2 separate regions of the Pan troglodytes genome follow, and region 1 is linked to region 2. A link is a contact called in public HiChIP or PLAC-seq data. All regions are on one chromosome and are shown on one strand. The core of a region is the stretch at or near the end of the contact, and the rest is flanking DNA. Distances in the headings are between cores, read along the strand shown.

What was found. HiChIP or PLAC-seq counts read pairs in DNA pulled down with a chosen protein or histone mark.
Region 1: an H3K4me3 HiChIP or PLAC-seq map of stem cell-derived excitatory neurons shows a contact between it and region 2, with 3 times the contacts expected there. The contact joins the promoter of NR6A1 here to the promoter of SCAI in region 2. A contact is called at or near these places in 1 of 7 Hi-C or Micro-C datasets (stem cell-derived neural progenitor cells) and 1 of 1 datasets of contacts at active chromatin or transcription factors (stem cell-derived excitatory neurons).

Annotation. Positions count from the first base shown.
Region 1 is chr11:13,687,535-13,694,373 of NHGRI_mPanTro3-v2.0_pri, reverse strand. It overlaps NR6A1 (nuclear receptor subfamily 6 group A member 1), which reads right to left and starts at 5,508. Exons shown (of 10, transcript NM_001280163.1): 1 at 5,217-5,508. The coding sequence starts at 5,316.
Region 2 is chr11:13,311,957-13,318,791 of NHGRI_mPanTro3-v2.0_pri, reverse strand. SCAI (suppressor of cancer cell invasion) reads right to left here and starts at 2,770. Exons shown (of 18, transcript XM_528477.8): 1 at 2,579-2,770; 2 at 1,827-1,871. The coding sequence starts at 2,631. It overlaps PPP6C (protein phosphatase 6 catalytic subunit), which reads right to left. Exons shown (of 7, transcript XM_003312281.6): 7 at 6,420-6,835.

The DNA of each region.
Region 1 (6,839 bases), core at 4,259-6,758, 370 kb before region 2:
AGCAGGTAACAAAGAATGAAGAACGAAATACCGTAGGAAATGTTTTATTCTTTCAAATGATGCTCTCCTCTTTTTCCTGTGGCTATTTCTCCGCCATACTGAAAAACAGGTTAGACATCTCACAGTGGTTTTCTTCTGATCTTCTATTACTTACTAAGGGTGTTACAGTCTAACACCCTTGTCTTTTTCTTAAAGACAAGTCATGTTGGAAAACAATCAATGAACAAAAGACTGGGCTGGATTCTAGAAATACTGTATATCAAAGTTACATCTAGAGACGTTTTTTAAATTTAAGCTCAGCTGAATCTGAAACTTTAGCTCTAAAAAGCTCAATACCCAAGAAAGAATTACCTGCTCAGTACCAAACCACTTTCTTGCTCATTTTTAATAATTCTGGTATTTCTGAACCCTAGTTATCGAAGGCATCCATAAACCCTTAAGAAATTACCTGAGCCAGGAAAAAACTTTAATTAAAAAGTTAAGGTAGATCTTAATGCAGAAGTGTGAAAGAAACATTTTCCTTCACAACTTAACTGGTTTTGGAAATGCTCTCAAAGTATTACAAAGAGTTGGGTACATCAGATCACTACTTATGTGGGCAGATCAGATAGCTACCTTCTGTTAAAAACTGTTTCAAGCACATTTATTCTTTATTGAAATACAAGCGTGTTTATCTGTTGATTCAGAACTTTGATTTTTCTAATTCTGACCTTTTTCCCACATGACTAGAATCTGTTTTTACACATGAAATAAGGCACTTTTATTGTCCTACTTAAAAAAAACAGACTGACCCAACAATGTAAAATTTACTCTAAAACACATCTTCTCAAGTGTCACTTGCAACTTAATTATTATGCATGGAAAAAATACTGAACAGAAAAGTGTCATTAATTTGGCTATAAATCAAAAATAAACTTAAGAAGCAAAAATTATGACCAGCCCCAAAGATCTCGATGAATTTGCTGACAATGAAGTCTCCTAATGTGGGAGAATCTATCCTGGCTTTATGCAATTCTTAAGCTAGAAGTTGCCATCTGAACACAATTCATTAACAAACCAATTTTTCAACATAACCAATAAATAATATCTACCCAATTATAAAAATGAAGTGGTAAATCTTCCTACTAACACAAATGAAACTAACACAGCTCCAAGCTCCAAAACATGCAAGCATCATTAGCAATTTAAAGCCAACTTGCACAACAAACACTAGGGGTGGTATAAGAAACTTCCTCTACCAATGTTACAGCAACAGTTGGCATTTCTACCTACCATCCTCCACTATTCTAAAATGTGGTATTTTAATCTAAACTCTATTTTCCACCTTTGCCCCAAAACCCTAGGAAAAAAGTAGGGAATGAGAAACCAGAAAATTCTAAATAAAATATGGAAATGCATGATTTGGACATATTTTTGGAAATTTACCAGCAGTTTTTTTTTCATTAGCTCCCCATCCAACTCCCTTTCATGTGCTAACACATGTGCCTTGCATACACCTTTTTGCTACGGAAGTCAGAATGAATTATAGATTAGGAATCATGTCATCATATTTTGGTTACATGAATCAGAACTGCTGAATGATTTGGTGGCTTGTACACTGGAGACTGTAAATGTGGTCATCTCCCACCTCAGCTATGCAAAATCACCAGTGAATTTGCTCACTGTCGCCTTTCTTCTACCCTAGCCGTCTTTGGAGGTCACAGAAGCTATAAAAAAAAGAGAAAAAAAAAAAAAAGCAAAACCTGCGTGCTGTATGTACTAAGAAACAACAGTACTACAGCATGTTTTTGGTTTTGTTTTTTTCTAACGGGAGTAGGAAAAAATTCTGGGGCAACTCAAAATTAACTTAATTTTTTAAATCACAGAACTGAAAAGTTAAATCATCATGGGAAATATTTGCCAATTTATTTTCCAGCATAAACATTTGGACGGCATGGTTATAGCAGGAGAAAAAGGCACCGTGCTATTCAGTGAACTTCTCCCCATTTCCTCTAAAGTGTAATTACATAAAATATGCTTTTAATTACTTATAATGGCTTATAACCTTCCTTTGCCTTCCTTTGCTTTAAATATTTAAAAGTATATTCCCTCATTCTCTTAAAATGAACAAATGCAATATTCAGCATACACTTCCTCAAATCATTCATCTTCCTTTGAAATCCCAAAAGGGAGCAGTCCTCTATTACAACTAAATGAGTTCATGTTTGTTATGAAAACCTACAAGCAACAACTCAAAATAGCGCAGTCAGCACAGGGAATTCCTGGAAGGATGATGGTGCATCAAAAGGCTAGAAAGAAACTCTGTTCTGACAGAATAAAAACCATTTAAAGGACTGTAAATTCAGCATAAATGGTGTTTCCGGTAGGAAAACATTTCTAAAATGCCACCTCCAGTTTATTTCTTCATGACAGAGACCAAAAGACCCCCTATCTGTATAGTTGTCTCTTGAAAATAGTTCATATAAAATAGAAATTAGTCACTAGGAGTAAAAAACAGATAATTCATTTCTTTTCTACTCAGAACAAGCAGTTTCATATATTTTTGGAGAAAAATATTAATTAGGAAGCAAAAAAGAAAAAATGTGCCCATTGTTCCATGGGCAAACTTAAAAAAATTTTTGGCAATTCTTCTGTGAGCATGTTAACTTCATAAGTGCTAATGAACATAAATTGTAAAACATTGCACAATGCTAGCTTTTACACTGAAAAATATCCCACAACGGTCTAGCGTCTAGTGTATTTTAAGCCCATCAAGCTGCCAAAAGTTCCCATTGTATTTTCAGCAAAAAGAAAACATCTGCACCACTAACTTAGACTAATGTAAAGCTTTAAAGCCACCTTAGTCTAAATGGATTGCTCGATAACATTCTTTCAAATGGTTCTGACCAATTGAGGAAATGAGACTATGAATGGGAAATCTGATTGAGTTAAAATTACCATTGAGTTCTTTAAAATGTACTAATGAATAATTAATAACAAATGCAGTTCTTAGGTTTCTCTTACAACACTATTATTCTCAAGTAGAATTGAAAGCAATATTGCAGTAAATATTGAATTGCAGTAAAATCCGTCATCTACATTATATGCACAGGTGGGTACAGGAAGTATTCACACATAGGAAGGCATCACAGAAATATACACGCTAATATGGGATATAAGATGGGGCTTGGATTCAAAAAAATCAGCATGGGAAAATTTAGATCAGGATTTACAACACTCACAAATTAATACCAAACCAAATCTCCACACAAACTTAGCTTAAAAAGTCAAAGGCATTAAAGAAATCCTTTGTTCCTATTATACTGTCTCCTTCTACCCTAACTGGATTCCAGCTTCCCCCTTTGTGACACGGAATTTTATTGATCTCAAACATGTTCACATTCAGAAATTAGTTGCCAACGACAGCCCACGGAACGGCCAGCCACCTAGCCATCATACATCATACACAAATTAAAAAAAAAAAAAGAGCTCTGAAAACACATCACTATTTTTAAGATCAGCAACATCAAGTGAAGTTAACCAAGCTCTCTTCTACACGGACTTTTCCCTTTTGTAAAAAACACCAGATCTCCTAAACTAACAAAATGTTTGACTAGTTAATAAACGTATGAAGGCACGGATCCAACCCAAGATTTCCACCGTCTGTAGCTACTCACTCATTCAACAATTGAGCGCCTAACTGACCTATTTTCAGGTTACTTTCCTCACACCTGCCAGGTCACTGTCCTGATTGAGAAACCTCTTGGTGAAGCAGTTAATTTTTAGTGCCTCCTAACTGTCCCGGGTGTTTGCATTCAATTTGAAATCTGTTACTTGTTAGACACTGTTCGGTCCTAGATCTTTCAGAGAATTGCGAGTTTATGGCGCAGCGAGGGGAGGAGGCACGGATCTCTGAGAGCCTCCCTTTATTCGGAAATGAGGAGATGTGAAGGGTGGAAAACAGGGCAAATAAATAAATCGGGTTTGCCGCCGGAGCGTTTGCCGGCCGGTGCGAGCACCCTTTGTAATGCAGGCCTCCCGGGGCGATCGCCTGCGCTAATTGCTCCAGGGCGCTTTCCAAGTTCAAAAGTTCACCTTTTACGACCTCACAAAAGCTCCTAACACGTTACCAATAAAAACATTCCGCGGCAAACACCGAGGAGGAAAATATCAAACAGATACAAATAAAACATCCCGCAGGGGGAGGGAGCGAAGAGGAGGAGGGCGAGGAAGCCCCGAGGAACCTGAGGACCCGGCCCGGGCGAGGGGGCGAGGGACGAGCGGTAGGAAGTGCCGGGCCAGGTGAGGGATTCTCAGCTCCCAGGGTCCCGGATCGGGACAAGAAAGAGGAGAACTGAGACTAAGAGGTGGGGACCGGGACCTGCCGGGCAGAAGCCGGGAGGAGGCAGGTGTCTGGGGCCCCGGGGCGGGCTGGAGCCCTCGGCCAGGGAAAGCCGTTGCCTGGCGGAGAGGGGAGCTGAGCAGGGGCGGAGACCGGCCAGAGCGCGCGGGGCGTTGAGGAAGGTGAGGCGCAGGGGAAGCAGGAGGCGCGAAGGGGTCCGAAAAAGGAAACGACTGGGGGATGTCTAGCGAACGGGGGTTCGGCAGAGGTAGGGGGCTCGTAGTATTCAAGGAAGAACGCTCGAGGCTGCAGAAGAGGAAAACGCTCTAGAAAGCTGAGCGGTACAAGGGTGCTGTGGAGTCGGGTCAACAGGGCAAGAAGGGAGCGTCCTCGGTGGGAGGAGGAACCCCTGTAGGGGAAAAGAGAGGCTCTGCGTTAAGGGAACCCGAGTGAGGGGATGCCCCCACTGACGGACCGCGGGGGGGACTTCCAAGCTGAGGGGCCCGGGGGGAGGGGAAGGTTCGGCGCTGGGAAGACAGGGGGAGGGGACCCGGGGGGAGGAGGGAGGATTGGTGCTGAGGGGACGGGGGGAGGGGAAGCCTGTGCAGAGGGGACGGGGGGAGGGGGAAATGAAGCTCGGTGCCCAGGGACCCGGGCAGGGGGAGGGTCCGCGCGGAAGGGAACAGGGACGAAGGAGGAGGATCCACCCTGAGCGAGACCGGGGAGGAGAGGGAGGGTCCGCGCCAAGGGGGAACGGGGTGAAGGGCCACCCTAAGGGGCCGCGGGGCCGCTGCGGCTTCCCAGGGCAAGGGTCGGCAGAGAGGAGGGGGATCCCTGGCGGAGGCTCAGGAAGCCGGTTCCTGCCTGGCCCGGGCGTCGCAGGCCCCTCACCCACCGTTGCGCGGCGGCGGAGGGAGCGCGGCGGGCGGCTCCAGGAACCCCGCCGAGCCCCCGCCGCCTCCCCCTCCGCTAGGCGGCGGTTCGTCCCGCTCCATGCGGTGGTGCCTAGGGTCCGCGCTGGGTTTGCTGCTCCGCCATGACGGGCGCCCTAGTCGCCGTGGTCGTCGTCCGCCGAGGGGAGGAGGTTGTCAGGAGCCCGCGAGCTCCCGGCCGCGGCTCTCTCTGGGCCCCGAGCCGCCCGGCTCCGCGCCGCTCCGCGCCCCTCCGCGCCGCGCCCCCTCAGCACTGGCCAGCTCCCTCCCCTGACGTCACACGCCTCTGCCGCGCAAGGCCCTGCGGGGCACGCTGGAAGTTGGAGTCCGCTCTGCGAGGCCGGCCACGCCGACCGCACCAACTGAAGGGGTGGAAGGAGGGATAAGAAGTCCTGAGAAGGGAAAGCTAAAGTCTGTCAATACCAAGAACCATGACAAAGCGTTTGATGTCTATGTAGTAAGCGGATACTTCCGGGCCTTGTCTTGATTGTGATTTCTACCTGATCAAAGTTCCCTAAGAGTCCTCGTAACCCCCCACCCCAACAATGAGTCTTTGCGAGGAGGCGGATCGCGAGGCAGCCGGGTGAGCACGTGCAACGAAGCCCAGCCCTGTGGGCGGGGCCCTGGAGGCGGGGCTTGAAGGTACTCACGTGGGCCTCTCCCTGCCGCTGCGGGACAAATTGGACCGGAGATTAAAGGACCGGAGTTTAACTCGAGGTGACTGCGTTCGTATGCAAATGGAATCTATAAAATTCTTCTTTCCGGGGTAGTCTTTAAAGACTTTTTACCTCCGGGTGGGCGGGAAAGACTAAAGTTTCCCCTCCTCCCCTTTCATTTTCCCCCTGCCCATAGAACAGATGGGCAAACTAAGCTCCGGGCCATTGGGGCTATTAAAGAAAGCCCTAGGCTCTTGACCCCAGGTGTCTTGAAACCTTCCGTTTAAGAGGGATCCCTTGCCCAGCCTTGTTTGCCTTCCCCTTTCCTCAGTTTCCCTATCTGTAAAAGGGGGTTGGAATAAGGACAGGATCAAGTTGGAAGATCGCAAACCCCTGCCCCTCCCACCTCAGTTTCCCGAAGCTTTCCGGAAGCAAAATCCCGAATTTTGCAGCGGCTCCCGGCCGAATTCACCCGCTGCGGCCACCAGGTGGCGCGCGGCCACCGGTCACTAGGCCCGCCGGGGTGTCCGTCTTCGGCGACCCCATCGGGAAAGGATTTCGCTGCTGCCGCCAAGGGTCTAAGGCCTACCTGGCCCACTTGAAGACAAAGAACGAGAACGTTGGTGCTTTGCCCACTTCTGCTCTGCCGGATTATGCTGCAGCTTCCTCGGTGGCCACTCATTCGCCCTCTCCTGCCCCACCCGCCCCACCAATCCCTTAGCCCTTTTTTTTTTTTTTTTTTTTTTTTTTTGCCTAATTTTAAGTCCTCGTCCTGGCATTCGCATCCCTGCTTGGCCTGACCCTTGCCCACATTTCGCACCACACCCCGTCCCTCACCTGCTACGAAAGTTGCAACGCTTCTCTGCACTTGGGGGCAACTGGACCTTACCAACCCTGGTGAAACTGTATTTCATACGTAACCTGGGAGAC
Region 2 (6,835 bases), core at 1,521-4,020:
CCACTGCACTACAGCCTGGATGACAGAGCCAGACCCTGTCTCAAAAAAAAAAAAAAGTATTTAATCCAATATACCTAAAATATTATCTCACTATGTCATCAATATAAAAAGTTACTGAGAAATTTTATTTATTCAATTTTTGTACTAACTTGAAATCTAGCATGTATTTTATACTTATCTCATTTCAGACCCTAAATTCTCATTGGAAATATTTGATATATATTTAGATTTCATAAAATGACGGATGAAAAATACAGACTCACATACCCAAGTTGTTCAAAACATACTTGAACGTTTTCCAATAGGTGACCAAGTAGCAGTTTCTCAAGTTAATTTAATTACAATTAAATTAAATTAAAAATTTAGTTCCTCAGTCATGCTAGATGCATTTTGAGTGCTCACCCTGCATATGGTTACTGGATTGGACAGTACAGGCCTAAAGTGTGACAAGGAAACTCTGTTGGCACTTCCACCATCAGCATTTCGTGTCTATTTACTATTGAGGTTTTCTGTGTATTAACATCAATAACTTGCCAGATATTAACTATGAAAGTAGTCCTACTGGTCACATAACTACAGTAGCTTACTTTCTCTAGGTCAATGCCAACATCTGTGAAAAAGGAATCATCTAATGACTACACAGAATTGCTATGTAGTACCTCTCACATGGAATGCAGTCAAAAATGTTTATGTGATAAATATATCTTCATCTCCATTACTCAAGGACTAATTCACTTTGTTTGTGGACTACTTAAACTCTTTGCTTCTATTTTCCTAAGGTTCAACCATTCGAGTTAACTACACAGTGTCCAACGACAAAAGATAAAGCAATAAGAAAACCTACTTTCAATTGTATATTTATTAGCAGCATTATGGTATAACAGTTAAGAGCTTAAGCTCTGGAGTCAGACTGTCTGGATTCAAATCCTGGTTTTATCTTTTACTAGATGCATGATTTTGGGTAAATATTCGGCCTCTCTGTGTCGCAGTTCCCTCTTCTGTAAAATAGTTGACACTACATATTCTCTTGGGGTTCTTTGAGGATTACAGGAGAAGATACACATAGAGCATTCGTACACAGTACTTGGCACATAGTAGATGCTCAATAAAATTAGTTTATTTTTTGAGGCAGGGTCTTGCTGTGTTCCCCACACTGGAGTGCAGTGGCATGATCACGGCTCACTGCATCACTGCAGCCTTGACTTCCTGGGCTCAAGCAATCCTCCCACCTCAGCCTCTTGAGAAGCTGGGACTATAGGTCCACAACACCCGCTCAGCTAGTTGGTTTTCGGTTTTTTAATTTTTTGTTTTTGTGGGTACATAGTAGGTGTATATATTTATGGGACCGGCTAGTTTTTCAATTTTTTGTAGAGACGGAGTCTTGCTCTGTTGCCCAGACTGGTCTTGAACTCCCAGGCTCAAATGATCCTTCTGCCTCAGCCTCCCAAAGTGCTGGGATTGAAGGCATGAGCCACCCCAGCCAAGATGAGCTTTTTAAACAGAGATGCTGGAGAAAATGAAATTATGGCTAAGGTTAAAAAAAAAAATAGCTGAGATCCTTACACAACATCAAAAAGTAAAAAAGTAGGATTTCTCAAGATTTCCCACATTATCTCAGATACCAAAAAAAAAAAAAAAAAAAAAATCGACTGTAGAGGTAGTAATTTGAAGTCCTCAAAAGAAAAATCATGCATGTGGTTATATTCTTTTAAAAGGGGGATAAATAAGAAACTTCATCTACTGACAGTATACAATTATGCAGTACGGCACAGGTGCAGCCAAGCAAAAAGAAAAACATGAAGCAAAATAGGAAGGCACTGCCTTACCTGCTTCTCCGTTTTCGAGGCGGTTTCTCCACTGTGCCAGTCAGTCTGCAGACCAAACAAATAAGACGGTAACTAAAAGTAACATACAAGAAAACATCTCCCGGCGCTACCGTGCCAGTCAAGAACTAAATAGACCACCCTCTGGGACCACAGGCTCGCCAAGCTCAGATCTGACCTTACAAACGCCTCATGCCCTGTTTCCCCTATTTACCAAGACCTAGCATTCCTGGGACTCACCGTTCCCCCAATTCTCCCTGAGCTCAAACCTTCCTGGTCCCTCACCCCATCCTCGACCCCTGCTCGTCACAGCCCAGCTCCCCAAAATCACCCACCTCCACCTACTCATTGTCTGCCTCGTCACCCCCGCAAGCCCCCCTAGCCTCCCCTTTCCTGTGCCCACCCGTTCCCGACCGTGCACTGCCCCCTCCACGCCCCGCCTCTCCGGGCCCGGCGACCCCCGCATTCCACGGCCCCTCCGGGGGCGCGCCCGCCTTGCCCCTCCCGGCCCCGCGCCGCCAGCCTCACCCCTCGGCGCCCCTTCCCTCACACGCCCCTCTCACCTGGCCTCGAGGAGGCGATCGCGCCCAGCCCGCGCCGCCGCCTGCAGGCGCCCCCAAGGTCCCCCCAGCCTGCACCCCCCGCCCCTCCGGTCTCTGCGCCCCGAATGCTCCACGGCCCCGAGCCGCTGCCCCTGGGCCCGCTCTCTGGCCCCCACCCCATCCCCAACCCCGGCCTCCACCCAGCCCCCGCACCTGGGGGGCAGGCGACTCCGCGGCTGCTGGGGCTGCCGGGCTCCTCTGACCATCCGGCTCCTGCTCCGCCGCGGGAGCTGCTCCGGCGGCCGCAGGGCTCGCTCGGGAAGCTGAGGCGGCGGAGGCTGGAGTAGGCGGAGAGGCGGGAGGAGGGCCTCGCGCCTCTGCCAGGCTTGCCGCGGGGCCCGCCTCCTCCGCGCCTCTCCTCGGTTCCCATTGGCTAGAGCAGTAGTGTGGACGGAAATCTGTCAGTCGATTGGACGCTCGGCCCGTCACATCCCGCGCCGCCCACCCAGAGGTTTGGTTGAGACTGCAGGTGGCGGCGGAGGTGCCTTAGAGATTGCTAGCAGGGCCGGAGGAGACCCTAGCGCCACCATGCGCCTAAAAGTAGGAACTGCACCCCCGGCTCCAGACACCTGCCCCAGGTTCTCCTGGCTCTGCGTCCTGCATACCACACACCTGCTGGCGCCCCTCCACCTCTGCACCACGCCAGGACCGAAAACAAGCCCTGAAATCTCCCAATTTCCTCTAGCAGGTGAGACAGTGAGGCAACTCTCACAAACGTGTTTCCTTTTAAGCCACCTCGAATGCGATCCTTGTCCCTACATCTTGCTGAAATTGTCTCACAGCTCACAGCTACCCCCCAAAAAGGACCCAGCCAGAAAACTCTAAGAATCCACCAAAATAAAGCATGGTTTGGATGCTCAATCCTCTGCAGAAAAGCTCACTAGCTTGGGTGCAGGCTTTTAAGAAAGTAAGATTTTTTTTTAATTACCATGAAAGAAAAATCAGCACTACAAACAGAACCAATGCCATACTAAAAGCAACGTGTTCCATTTTGAAAGGCCTGGACAAATTTGATCCCTGAATGGAAGCTGACCATCCTGATTCTGTGACCACTGCAAGTTCTACACCAATTAATCAATTTTAAAATAAATTGTACTGTATTTTTTGACAAACAGGCATGCAAAACTGCCTTTCATAAGCATAGTTACCCTTCTTCTGCTTTAACAAAGCCATCCTTGAAAATAAGACTCAGCTCATTAACGTATTATAAAATTCTTGAAGGTGGGAAGGCCTCTCTAAATCTCTACTCCTGTGTGAACTTGTTTGGTATATCCTCAGCATCTGTTCAGAGTTGGGAGGAGGCATAAAACTTTCTCTTAAGTCACTTCCATTTTATTAGAACATCTTTTATGCCTCAATAATATGACAGCGTCGAGTAGTACATGTCAACATTGGGGTGGGGAAAATCTCTCATTGATTTCCATAAGCGGCAAAAATTAGGATACTAGTTTTTCACAAAACCAAATGTATTTGGTGTAAAGAGCTGTCTTTTCTTCTGAGATGGTCCTACCTACATCTTTAATGGTAAAATGACTTTCCATTTATGAAGTAATACTGACGGTAAATTGTAGTAGGATTTGAAAAATTGCTTTGAAAAAATGTCAAATCTCTGTTGGTCCCCCAAATTAGTATTTCATGTAATCCTAAAGTCACAGAACCACAAATCACCTCAATCTCAACTAACAGTTTCCACCCATATTATCAAGCCAGAGAGAGGAAAGAACTCCAGAATAATTTGTGTCAGACGAAGGGGGATCATCAACTCACTAGGGAAGTAATCTTGAAATATTTATTATATTCCTTATTAAAAATCCATTGCCTGCTTTTTAGCATCTTCCATAATTGACCAATCCTCACTGATATATGGCAGATATTGTCAATAAAACAGGACCTATTCATTTCTTACGCCTTCCCAAAAAGGATCCTCGAGTCTTCACATTGTGTCCAAGTGATCTCTGCTTATTTTAACTCTGTAAGACATACAAATCCCATCATTCCAGTCCACATTTAATTCACACTTCCTCTTTATCTTCCCCAATTACTCCATCCTACATCAAACATTTCCTTGTCCAGATGTGTTGTACTTACAAAATCTACACTATGTTAGCAATTATACATTGCCTTGGATTATTCTTCCAAACTACAATGAATTTGAACAAATGGCCTATGAGTATGAGCCCTTAATAAAAGGCAGCTTTGGACCAGATACTGGGTGCTTTGTGTGTGCTATTTTTAATAGTGAGATTAACCCTGCCTGATATTCTCTTATTTTAGACACAGAAACTTAAGATTCAGAAAATTCAATTTGTTCAGGGTCACACAGCTACAATAACCAATATTGCTTAAAATAGAGCGCTAAAGAAATGCTCTGGTGTGCCCTCTAGGGATTCAAGTTCCAGCTCTCCTGTGCAACGTTAGACAAGTCACCTATCCTCTCTAAGCCTATTTCCTCATCTAGGGGGAGAAAAGTTCTAGAGAAGGATGAACAAGATTAATTAATTTTTTTGAAGTTTGGGCTGGGCACAGTAGCTTATGCTTGTAATCCCAGTGCTTTGGAAGGCCGAGATAGGAGGATCTGTTCAGCCGGGAGTTCGAGACTAGACTGGGCAACATAGGGAGACCCCCATCTCTACCAAGAAAAAAAAAAATTAAAAGGTAATATAGCCATAGACCCATACAGCAAGGGCATCACAAAATAGAGAACGTAACAATTTAGCATATATGCTGTATACAGGTTAGTTGCTATTACTGCATGACAGAGCTGGGGTTTTCACCCAGATCTGATCCCAAAGCCTGTGCTATTCCAGAATGCCTCCATGCAGTCTTTTATAACCCACCATTTATATACAAAAGCACAGTGCTGCTGAGCATAGTGGGTGCCTAGGGATTGAGTGGAATATACTTATGTAGTATTTTCGTTGACAACACAAATCTATAAATGTCATGCATTTTTGAATTAAGAAAACATTTGAATGATCTAAGCCAGCATAAGCCTACTCTCATGAGGGCACAAATTCACCAGTAAATTGATACGGAAATAGAAAACAGGAGGGGAATGCAGAACCAACCTTCCCCAAGCATCTAGTGTGTCTGGCATCATGCTAGGGGACTTTCCAAATGTTTCTTTTTGGTTTACTACCGTGTATTTCGTCAGCATCACTACACACTGTAAATACACAATTTAAAGAGTTGTGATGATCTCATGAAGCATAGTTCTGGGCACTGGATCGAGGTTGTAACAATAAACATTGCCTTTAAAGAGTTGGAACACTTAGCTCAGAGTCAAATGCAAAACAAAACAAAAAAAGTTTCACTTTTGTTCACCAGTCAAGCAACCAAGTGGAGGAATAAGCATTTTTTAATTTCTTATATAAAATGCTAACTTCTTGTCAGGACATACTACGGACTATGCATTAAATTTTTTGACAAACTTCCTATAATCTTTTTATTAATTTACACTGAGGGAATATAGCACCTTTCATCCAAAGAACTGAAGGTGCTTTACAAACATTAGCATTTAAAAAACAATTACATTTAAAAATCTGGATTCTTGATGTTAAATCTCTTCGACTCCAGATACACAATTTCCTGGAAGCTGATGGAAAGTGATTCTATTTCTGACAATGAAAGAGGCTCAGAAAGAGTCCTAATTTGCTTTCACAGTACAGGCATTTTCCAAAACCTGGTTCTGGGCTTACAAAGCACACACACACAAATCTTAATGCAATGAACAATATTTCAAACCTTATTTCCCAAAGCAAAACCTAGGGCTTAAGACGTCAAAATCTTCCAACAGTTCTAGACATCCAGACAGAATAGGAGCTGATGCAGATTGCATATGAGATATACTGTTGATCCAGGTGTTTTAGGATCACACTCAAATGAATATAAAGTAGTGAAACTTTTTGGGGAAACACATTAACTTATAAAAAGCTAGCCAAGAGCATATCGGCCAAAGGAGGAAAGGGAGTAAATGGCAATTCAAAGTAGACAGTTCTCACTAGAGCCTAGGGCACTTTATTAGAAACCAAGTATATCATAGGCAAATAAAAATAGTTTTTACCCCCATTGATACAACATAAGGGATTTTACATTCAGCCTAGATATAGGGAGTAACAAATCCTCCTGCCCATAAATCTATGACTTGCAAGTATCTTCCACCACATGATAACTCTATATAGTACATATAGTACATAGCCCTTATTTATTGAAGGGATCCAAAATATTCCTTGTAGGCTCACAAAGTCCAATACATTAGCTCTCTCTTCCCTTTACACGTCTAATAGTAAAAACTATTTTTTCCATGCAAAAAGCCATTATTCAGTTGAAGAGAAATCAGGCAAAACAGAGATGGCAGATAAGGAATGGAGAGAATATTATTGGCACGTGCCCAACTAGTGACAAACAAAT